Regions from separate parts of the Cricetulus griseus genome. Here region 1 is linked to region 2. Evidence: chromatin contacts called from public Micro-C data. All regions are on one chromosome and are shown on one strand. The core of a region is the stretch at or near the end of the contact, and the rest is flanking DNA. Distances in the headings are between cores, read along the strand shown.

Evidence for each region. A called contact is a pair of places that touch in the nucleus more often than the background predicts.
Region 1: a contact with region 2 is called in a Micro-C map of the CHO-K1 cell line, with 4 times the contacts expected there. The contact joins the enhancer-like site here to the promoter of Ssbp3 in region 2. A contact is called at or near these places in 6 of 8 Hi-C or Micro-C datasets (the CHK-Q cell line, the CHL-YN cell line, the CHO-K1 cell line and 2 more).

What each region holds. Positions count from the first base shown.
Region 1 is chr2:43,000,374-43,005,729 of CriGri-PICRH-1.0, forward strand. No RefSeq gene overlaps it. Among named protein-coding and RNA genes, the nearest start is that of Acot11, 26 kb to the right of the region's middle. Within about 2 kb of position 4,023, at least 3 of the 6 cell types and tissues checked have open chromatin away from gene starts, as enhancers often do. A contact at or near this core is called in the CHO-K1 cell line, where this site is marked.
Region 2 is chr2:42,920,699-42,925,702 of CriGri-PICRH-1.0, forward strand. Ssbp3 (single-stranded DNA-binding protein 3) reads right to left here and starts at 3,045. Exons shown (of 16, transcript XM_027402359.2): 1 at 2,720-3,045; 2 at 1,679-1,751; 3 at 1,398-1,459. The coding sequence starts at 2,775.

The DNA of each region.
Region 1 (5,356 bases), core at 2,773-5,272, 81 kb after region 2:
TCAGATTCCTTTGTGCTGAATTACAGGCCTGCAGCACCATGCCCAACTGCGGTGCTTCTGCTGTTATGCAGAGTTCATTCACAGTGGTAGGAGCCGGATGTCATGTAAGCAGCAGACTGTCCTGAAGCCACCATGCTGTGAGAAGATCAGAGAAGGTACAGGAAGAAGTCCCAGGCTAAGTCAAAGGGCAAGGTGCTTAGCCATTACCTGGCTCCTGAAGTCCCCTGCTGACCATGTCTGGCTGCTGTTTGATTGCAGTACAAGGGGGCCCTGAGCTAGACATGCCCAGCTGAGCTCCCTCCAAGTCCCTTACTTACATGGAGAAGGATTATAAAACAAATGCTGTTAAAGCAGGAAGGTGTGGGCTGCTTGTTACACAGCAGTGCTAATTCCATAGGCTTATACTAACTCTGTCTTTGCTGACAGATAACAGTTGCCATTTTCTATTCAATTACCAGAACCTACATTGGAAAGTTCTAGTTGTAACACAGGTACATATTTTCATACATCATATTGTATGAAAGAGTGAAAGTTTCCAGACATGGTGGCTCCCATCTGTAATATCAGTTCTCCAGAAGTTAGACAGAAGGGTTGCCCTAAATTAGAGGCCAGCCTGGGCCACATAGTGGAACTCCAAAAGGAGAAAAAAAGGCCAGGTATATTAGTAGTGTATTTATAATCCCAGCACTTTGGAGGCTGAGGCAGGATGACTGTCATGAGACCATCTTGGACTATACAATTTCAGGCCAACCTGAGTTAGAGTGAGACCCTTGTCTCTAAAAACCAGTGAATGAATGGACCATGAGACAGTTCATTGTTACTGAATCCTGACAGCTTCAGCTGAGCCCCTGGAGTCCACAGCAGCTTGATATGGTGGTGCACATTTGTAATCCTAATACTCTTACATCACGATGGAAGACACTTGCAGGCCTGCCAGCCTGGAGAACACAGAGTGGCAGAAACAGGAGAGACTGCCTCAACAAGGTGCAGAGAAAGAAGAGTCCTGAAAGTTGTCCTCTGACCTCTGCACCGTGGCCTGGGCACTCAAACACCCATATCGTGTGGCCGAAGAGATGGCTCAGTGGTTAAGAGCATGTGTTGCTCTTCCAGAGGACTTTGGTTCAGTTCAGTTCCCTGCACCCACATGAGGTGGTTCACGACTGCCTGAGACTTCAGCTCCAGGGGCGCCCACGCCCTCTTCTGGCTTTTGGGGACACCCACATACAGGTGGCATACATTCACCCAAAAACACACACACACATGAATGAATAAAAAATAAAAAGAATCTAAAACAGCACCCGCATCATGTACACACACACACACACACACACACACACACACACACACACACGGGGGTGGGGTGGGGGTGGGGGGTGGGGGTTAATAATAGAGTGAAAGCTAACAGAGCCATGTCGGCATGGTGTTTGGGGAACTAAAGTGTGTCCAGCCCAGCCTGGGAGGTTCAGAAAGGGTCCTTGGAGAAGGTGCTCTGTCCCTTGGTAGGGCTGGGGACCCAGAGAACACCTGCACACATACTAAGTTCTCCCTTTTCTTATCCCATCGGAGGCTTCCTGGTTTGGTGTGTCAATAGGCCCATCCTCACATCTGTTTGGGGCCCCTTCCCTCCCTCCCTCTTCCCTCCCTACTTCCTCCCTCCCTCTCCAGGCCTGCAGGCTCACTCATGCCTCCTCTGACTCTAGGTCTGGCTGAAGAAAATTAAGTCAATGGGGAGGGAGGAGTTGACAAATAGAAGGTCTGGTAATTGAATTTTTTCCTCTCCCTCCCTCCACCCCCAGAGAGTGGGAGGAATGGCTCTGAAGACTAGCTCTCCCTGCTCAAGGAGCCCTGGCAGCTTCAACCCTCCCTGCCTAGGGTGCCAGAAGCAAGCAGAACCTTCTAGGATCTTGAGGGCCTAGCTTTGTACACAGGGGGAAACTGAGGCAGTGGAGGTCAGAGGTCTGTTCCCCAGGTGCCCAGTGCTGGAAGAGAAGCCAGGACTGGAAGAGAGAGGCCATCTAGGCCAACTCTCCAAGAAGGTGGGAACAGAAGCTGGGAGGGAGGGCTCATGTTCAGCAGTGGTCCCCTGAGCAACCAGTGCAGAAACCCAGCCGGTTCGGGCCCTGAGCAACTTCCTGCCCACCTCTGTCAATTCCAGAGTCTAGAGAATGGCCAGCCCGATAGGCACTGGGTGAGGTGAGCTTGTCTTCTGCCCAGCTGTGTGTGTGTGTGTGTGTGTGTGTGTGTGTGTGTGTGTGTGTGTGTGTGTGTGTGTGTGTGTCTTGTGTGTGTGTCTGTGTGTGTGTGTGTGTGTGTGTGTCTTGTGTGTGTGTCTTGTGTGTGTGTGTGTGTGTGTGTGTGGTCAAGCTGGAGCTGAAGGGCAGAGAGGAGGCCAGGCTGGAAGTAACCACAGGCTGCCTGCATCATCGTTCTGAAAAAAAGGGGAAGGCAGCGTGCATCTCACAGGCTGCTGTGAATTAGAGGGCACAGGCCCTTGGTTGGCCCCCAGTGAAGGGTCTGCTTTGCTTCACTGGAGGGCTGAGGTTCCTGGGATACCCGCATCTAGTCACAGGCCAGTGTCAGGAGTCAAACCAAGAAGTCTAGGACTTAGATGGGCTTGGAGCGGGAGGGTGTGTGTGTGTGGGGTGCCTGCCTCGCTCCGCCAGGCAGGAGGGAGCTGCGACGGGCGCCTACCCCCGCCACCCGGCCCAGCGGGCGTGGGCGCCGCGGCCCCGCCTAGCCGAGCGGCGGCGGCTGGCTGCTGCGGGAGCGTTTGATTTATTAAGCTAATGTTCTAGCACATTTTCTCCATCCCGTAATGAGCTGTTTCCACCAGGGGGTGTCTGCAGAGCGACTGCGGCTTCCGGCCGCTCCGGGAGGGAGGCTGGGCTGGCGGGCGGGCGAGGGGGTGTCTGTGGGGGTGCGGTCTGTGCTTCTGGGGAGGGGTGACTTGCAAAGCCTGGGCGGGCGATCTCCTGGAGAGGTGGAGGGGGAGCCATCGCTCTGCAGCCTGCGAACGACCCCGCCTTTCTCCCTGCTCCCTCCTGCCAGATCCGTCCATATCATGGGGCTTCAGAGGACGCGCTGTCGCCCATCTCTGAGTGACCCTCATCCACATCTCATGCTGCTGAGCCTCAGTCTGCCTGCCCCTCCTGCCTGGTTAGCTTCCTTGGTTGGATTTCTGTGGCTTGTTGTGACTGATAAGGCCCTTGCATTCCGACTCATTTAGGTTCAAATCCCATCCCAGTTACCTTCTAGAGGTGGACTGTTTGCCATTTTAAAATGGTGATGAAGACTGGTTTGTGAGGCTCTGTGGAGTTTAGAGACAGTGCTTGTGAAGCTCTGTACTGTGTCAGCACCCGCAGACACTAGGGCAGACCTTCTGGGCAATTGAGCTGACAATGCCTGGGACAGAAGCACTGAGAGATGGCACCCTGTACCCACCCACAGGCCTCACCTGCATCCACAGGTCTCACCTGCAGGTCTTAGCCCTGCACCTCGAGATCTCACCTGTAGTTTTTCTTTTTCTTTTTGTATTGTTTTGAGACAGGGTTTCTTCTTGTAGCCCTGGCTGTCCTGGAACTCACTCTGTAGATCAGTATGGCCTCAAACTCACAGAGATCGCCCTGCCTCTGCCTTCCAAGTGCTGGGATCAAGGGTGTGCACCACCGCCCCTGTAGGTTGTTTCTCTGTGCAACAGCCTTGGCTGTCCTGGAATTCGATTTGTAGACCAAGCTGGGGATCCACCTGCCTCTGTCTCGTGAGTGATCACCTGTAGTTCTGAATTCTGCATCCACAGGCCTCACCTTCTCTCACTGATGACAAGTTTTTTCTGTCTGCATAGAGGGTATGCGATGCTTTCCTCTCTCTCTCCCAGGAACCCACTCATTCTTTCATCCTTGTCCTTTGTTGCTCCTTTTCCTGAGCCCAGGCCTGTCACCCAGAAGGTGCTTATCAAGATATGGCCCTAAAACTACAAGTGTTGAAGATGCTGTTCCCCTGACTCATGCCTGGGAGGGCACGATGGTATGACTAACTCAGGCTTCTTGAGAGTTGTCTCAATCTGTTTTCTGTTGCCAACAACCCAGCACCATAGACTGGGTGAGAATGAGAAGAGAAGGGGTTTATTTTGGTTTGCATTCTGGTTTACTGTCACAGACCACATTTGGGGATGGCTTTTCTGCTGGCAGTGTCCCAAGATGCAGGACATCATGTGGTAAGAGTCTCTCTTTGTCTCTGTCTCTGTTTCTGTCTCTGTCTCTGTGTGTTCTCCTGTCTGCAAAAGCCATCAGGATTCGACCATAGGGTTCCATTCTGATGGACTTTTCTAATCCAGTCACTTCCCCAATGCTGACCTTTATTTATTTATTTATTTATTTATTTATTTATTTTTGGTTTTTCGAGACAGGGTTTCTTTGTGGCTTTGGAGGCTGTCCTGGAACTAGCTCTTGTAGACCAGGCTGGTCTCGAACTCAGAGATCCACCTGCCTCTGCCTCCCGAGTGCTGGCATTAAAGGCGTGTGCCACCACCGCCCAGCCACTGACCTTTATTTTTAAACTTACATCTATTTATTGTGTATGGGCATATTGTGTGCCACACATGTGGAAGTCAGAGAACACTGCATGAGTCTGATCTTTCCTTCCACCCTGTGGGGCTTGGGGATTGCACTCAGTTGTCAGGCTTATATGGCAAGCACCTTTACCCAGTGAGCCATCTTGTAGGCCCAAAGCCTGCCTTGAAACAGCATCCCTGGTTAAAATGCCACTCTCTTAGTGCCTCACAACCGGGATTAGATTTCAACATGATCTTCTGGTACGGCCAAACTAGCAAAATACCAAGTACCTTCTCTGACAGAATGAGGAAAACAAAGCCTTGTTCATAGTAATGAACAGAGAGCTGTGGCTGCAGGTGAGGTCTGTGGGTGCAGGGCTAAGGGTTGCAGGTGAGGTCTGTGGGTACAGAGCTAGAGCTGCAGGTGAGGTCTGTGGGTGCAGGGCTAAGGGTTGCAGGTGAGGTCTGTGGGTACAGAGCTAGAGCTGCAGATGAGGTCTATGGGTGCAGGGCTAAGGGTTGCAGGTGAGGTCTGTGGGTACAGAGCTAGAGCTGCAGATGAGGTCTATGGGTGCAGGGCTAAGGGTTGCAGGTGAGGTCTGTGGGTGTAGGGCTAAGGGTTGCAGGTGAGGTCTGTGGGTGTAGGGCTAAGGGTTGCAGGTGAGGTCTGTGGGTACAGAGCTAGAGCTGCAGGTGAGGTCTTTGGGTGCAGAGCTAGGGCTGCAGGTGAGGTCTGTGGGTGCAGGGCTAAGGGTTGCAGGTGAGGTCTGTGGGTGCAGGGCTAAGGGTTGCAGGTGAGGTCTGTGG
Region 2 (5,004 bases), core at 1,795-4,294:
TCACACACAGGGTGAAAATTCTAACAAACCAGACAACTACTCACAGCCACCACAACCTGAGCCCTCAGTACAACTGGCCTTCCATTCCTAGAACAAGAATAGACACCAGGAGCAACAGGAAAACCAGGTCTTACACAGCTGCAGAAGGAGGCTGCGGACCATTATCCCCCCCCCCCCAGGACTACACACAGCAAAGACTTCAAAATGCCAAATTCCCAACAACTTCAAAATAACTTTCACTCACAAGCCCAAGTTCCTACAAGATCCAGGGCAATCAGACTTGCTGATCCCATCTACACTCACCTCCAAAATCAGCCGCAGCCAACCTATCACCCACTCCCGCAGGGGGGATCCTTGCACCACACCAGCCGCCTCCTCCGACCAGGCAGTTGGGAGGTTGGCAGAAGTCATTAAAAACTCATTTTCTCTGCACAAGTTAGAACAGACACTTCATCCTCCCGCTGTTCAAAGAGACTCCAAACAGTAACCTGAGCTGGCAGTCAGGTAAATGTTAACATCCCAACAACACTGCATTTGCCTCAACTATACCAAAATGTCTAAAGCCATCTGCCTCCTTTTCCTTTTCAAAAGGATTCGAAAGACTCCACCAATCAGTCCCACAAAACACCCAGGTCACACACTCATGACAACTTGCTTAAGGCTTTGACATGAAGCTTCCCTCCTGCCTGTAGAAGATCACAGGCTGCTGAGGCCTGGAGGGAGGGTCACAGATAAGGAGAGCCAGCCCCCAACAAGCTGCAGGCATCCTGCCAGGCCACCTCTGGCTGGTTAAGGTTCCTGGTAAAATACGGCTTTGTGGTTGCAGGGATGCTGGGGGGTGGGGAGGCAGAGGAAAGGAAGGTCCAGTCAGTCTGAATCAGTGTCTCTACAGGAAGTACGGGCCTTCTTGCTTTTCTCAGGGTCCCTGGAAAAGGCCCAGTATATGTCTCCTAAGATTTGGCGTTTATGGAAGAAAACATAAGGGACAGGCCAGTTGCAGAACAGACCTGGTGTCCCCTCCACCGGCCCTGCCCCCACTCCTCTAATTAAAGCAGCATGCAGGATTGACAAAAACCCTTGTAACTCTTTCCGAGCCCCCTGCCTAGCGCCCCAGAGTGAGTCGGAAAAGTAAGCCGGTTCTACCCTGGCATAGCAAAATTCAAATCAGTTCCCCACAGGCAGAGAAACACCAGCAAAAACTTCGGGCTGCAGCCTCTTCTGCTTTCTGCCCGTTCTTCCTCGCCAAACCTAATCAGAGCACCCAGAGGTGCCCTGCTCCGGGGAAAGCAGAGGCTAAGGGTAGAGGGCCTGCTCGCTCCAGAGCCCCTGTCTTTGTTCACTAGGACCAGGGCCACAGAACAAAACACACACACAAAAAAACTATCACACAAACTTACCACCACCACGAGTGCAGAAACCCAGGAGGTTCTCCCAGTGTGATGTTTTTTTCCCATCGAATCTAGAAAAGAGGGGGCAGAGGCAGCTTAGAGGGGCAGAAAGCAGGGGGCTGCAGGGCCTTCCTCAGCCAAAAGGCTGTGAAGACCAACTAACAATAAATGCCAAAAGGTGATAAAAATTCAAAATGGTGGCCACAGTGGCTGCTCCTGAAAACAAAGGCTCTAAGAATAGTGGGGAGGAGGGGGGTGTCAAGAAACTGGATGCTGAGAGTCCCACTCACCTCTGATAAGAAGGTCTGTGCAGATTTCTGTGCTCCTACGTGCAGTAAATATTCGTAGACGTATAAAGCTAACCTGGAAAGTGAGTAGGGGCAGAGAGAGAGAGAAAAGGGTCAGACCACACTGAGGCTCGCTCTGGACCTTGCCAGTCGACTCTGAGCCCGGTCTGTGCCATCCCATTGTGGCCATGACAAGAGAAGAGCACCTATCACCCCAGACAGGATCCGGGTCAGAACAGCTAATGAGTGGGTGGGTACCATAGACAAACTGCCCAAAGCGGCGGGAGCTGGAAAACCGTCCCCCAAACTTGAAGTTCCAAGTGCCACTGGGACCAAACCCATCTAGGTCTCACAAACTCGAAAGGCACAAGAGTCCAGAGCGGCTCTCCTTCTCCCAGCCCACTTGAGCTCGCTGCCGTAGCCCTGCTTCGGGGTCCGGGCAGACTCAACCCCAGTCCCGGTACTTGGCGCGCTCTGGAGAGGGCAGCAAAGCGCCGCCCTCAGCATCTCCCCCCGAAACAACTGTCCCCCAAGCCTGGGGCCAGGCCGGCGCCGCCTGCCCAGCCCAGCCCGGCCCGGCCCGGCGCCCCGGAGCGCACCGGGCTGGCGGCAAGGCCGCTGGCTGGGAAGGGAGAGCGCTCCTGGGCGAACAAAGCCCCCGGCACGCACTTCTCACGCCGCGGGCGGACAAAAGGAGCCTTCGGGGCTGCAGAAAGCCACGCGCCCCCTGCCCGCACTCGGTGGGCAAAGTGGAGCCCCCGCGCCCAGCCGGCCGAGCGCACCGGCTCACAGGGGGACCTCGCCCACCCTCGTCGCGGGCCCCCGCGTCCGCTCCGCTGCGCGCCTACCAACTACCCTCGCCCGCCGCTGCCCTGCCGCCCCTTCAGGGTGCCCCAGCCTCCGCCGGCACCCAACAATGGGCTCTCCACGCCGCCGCTGCTGCCGCCGCGGGGCAGAGACCCAGGGCCCAAGGCAGCGCGACCCCCGCGCCCACCTGCCTCCCGCCGCCCGCGGCGCGGCCCCACTCGCGAGAGGCTTGCTTACTTTTCCCGAGCCTGCCCGTCCGAGGGCACCGCCGAGCCTTTGCCTTTGGCAAACATGGCTTGCAGAGAAGAGGGCTCCGAGCCCGCCGCCGCCGCCGCCGCTACCGTCCGGTCTCCCGAGCTGCCCTGCTCCCGGCCCCCTCCCGGCGATCGCCCGCTCGCTCGCGCTCCGCTCGCCGCGCTCCCTCCCTCCCCGGCGCTGGCTCCGCGCTCTTTCCAGCTGTCAAAGCGTCAGCCCCGGCCGCGGCCCCATCGCCTTGGAACTCCTCCCGCGCCGGCTCGGCCTGAGCTGTGCCGCCGCCCGCCCGAAGCCTGCCAGCCGCTTGCTCGCTGCTCGTGGCCCGCGCGCCCGCCGCGCCGCCCGGCTCCGCCTGCGCCGCCCTCTGCGCCTTCAGCACCGCTGCCGCTGCCGTCGCCGCCGCCGCTGGTCTACTTGGAGCTCAACCGAAGTGGCTGCCCCGGCAGGAGCGCGGCGGGCGTCCACGCCCCGCGACGGACGGCGCGACGGCCAATCGGCGCGCGGGGGCGGGCCCGGAGGCCGGGAGGGACGCCTGTCAGCGCGGCCGCGCCAGTCCCGCTGCGCCTCCTCCGTGAGCCGCTGCCCGCTCGTGCGCTGGCCAGGGGAGCGGAGGGCGAGCCCTGGCGCTGGGGGGGCGGCGGCGGCGTGAGGGGCTCGGGCCTGGACCGGAGCACCCGGCCGGCGCCGCGGGGACTGGGCGATGCGGCAGTAGCCGCGAGGGAGGCGCGGACCCGGCTGGCCCGCGCGCCCCTTTCCGCGTCGCCCTGGTCCCCGGCGCCCCCGCCCTCCCCGCGCTGATCTTGCCCTCCGCGGGCCAGGACCCCGGCCGGCCCAGCTCCCCGCCCCACCCTGGGCTGCCTGCGCCCAGCCCGGCTCCCTGAGCCCGAGCCCGAGCCAGGACTGCACGCGGAGCTGGGCGGCCGAAGCTGGCGCCAAATCGCACGGCTGCTTCTTTACTAGATCGTTAAAATACTTTGGGAAACCCCAAAGTGGATCCGCGCGAAAATGGCCCTTGGCGTGCTCCGGGCGAGCCTCGGGAGAGGAAAGGGGGTTTTAGACTAGAAGGAGGCAGAGTGATTTCTCCCAAAATTTCTGAGGTGTGCCAACCCTGGCAAGTTAGCCCCCCTCGTCTTCTCCGCGGGCACTGGTTCCGTTTGGGTGAGGGACGTCACCTGGACGCCTCGCGACTCAGAATGCGCACCGCAGAAATCTCAAACTTCAAATAAATGGAGCTAAATTGGGGAGTAGGGGGGACCAGAGTGGGGGGAGGGGAAGCGTCCATTGTCAATGACCCAGGTGTACAATGGGAAATGGGGGGTTGGCAGAGTGACCAAGCTTTTTGCTACCGACTCCTTTCTGTCCAATCGAGGACCCCAAAAACCCTGCAGCGTACCCTCATTGAGGACTCCAGATCAGAAACTGGTGAAATAGGGATGGCTCCCCCATTTTCATACTGTTTTCAGAGCGCGGTTCTCTTTAAATGTGATAAAACACTGTCGGCACTGTCTCTTTAAAAGAGTCAAGCAGAAAAAGCTGTGTAAGCGCTGATTGGCTGCCTGTTTGGATACATCTTTAGGGGAGCCTTGAAACTGTTAGCCTAGGTTGATTTTTTTTTTTTAACTGCGCTGTTCCAATAAACAAGTAACGCCCCTCCCCCTAACATGCCTCGCACCAAACAATTAAAGGATAGGTCAGTGTCCTGGGGAAAACACGTTTCAAGTAGGAAAACTCAGGACTAGATTTCAACAAAATAAACAATAATTCCCTACCATTAAAGTTTGCTTATTTTGCTCTACAAAAGAGAGAAAGGGGGCTTTTAAAAGAAATGCCCCGCAGCAAACGGATCTGCACTGGTTCAGGAAGGAGACTCCGTGTGTGTTTTTGGAATAATGTTCTGCTCTTGTTAACAGCCTCCCTAAATTAGAATACAGCCTAACACCGTGGACCCCTCTGGACTCTGCTCTCTACTAGGAACCAGAGCTCAGACGGAAGAAGGGCAGGAAAAAAGAAACACTGAACCTTAGTTTGGGGATGTCTGTGCCAGCCCCTAGTTTAAAGGTTGTTTTGTCAAAGAGGGGAGAAGCACGGAGGTTGGGAGTTGAAATACAATGGTAGGGGGGAAAAAGGAAATAATTACAGTTATTTTTCCCCTAGGCGGTTTAATTTAATAGGGCCAACTTAAGGTACCTTAGAGCCCGCGCTAATTAAATCGGTCTGTTCATACCCTTCCTTTGGACTTCCTTGCATTTTTGATGGGCTAGGAATGG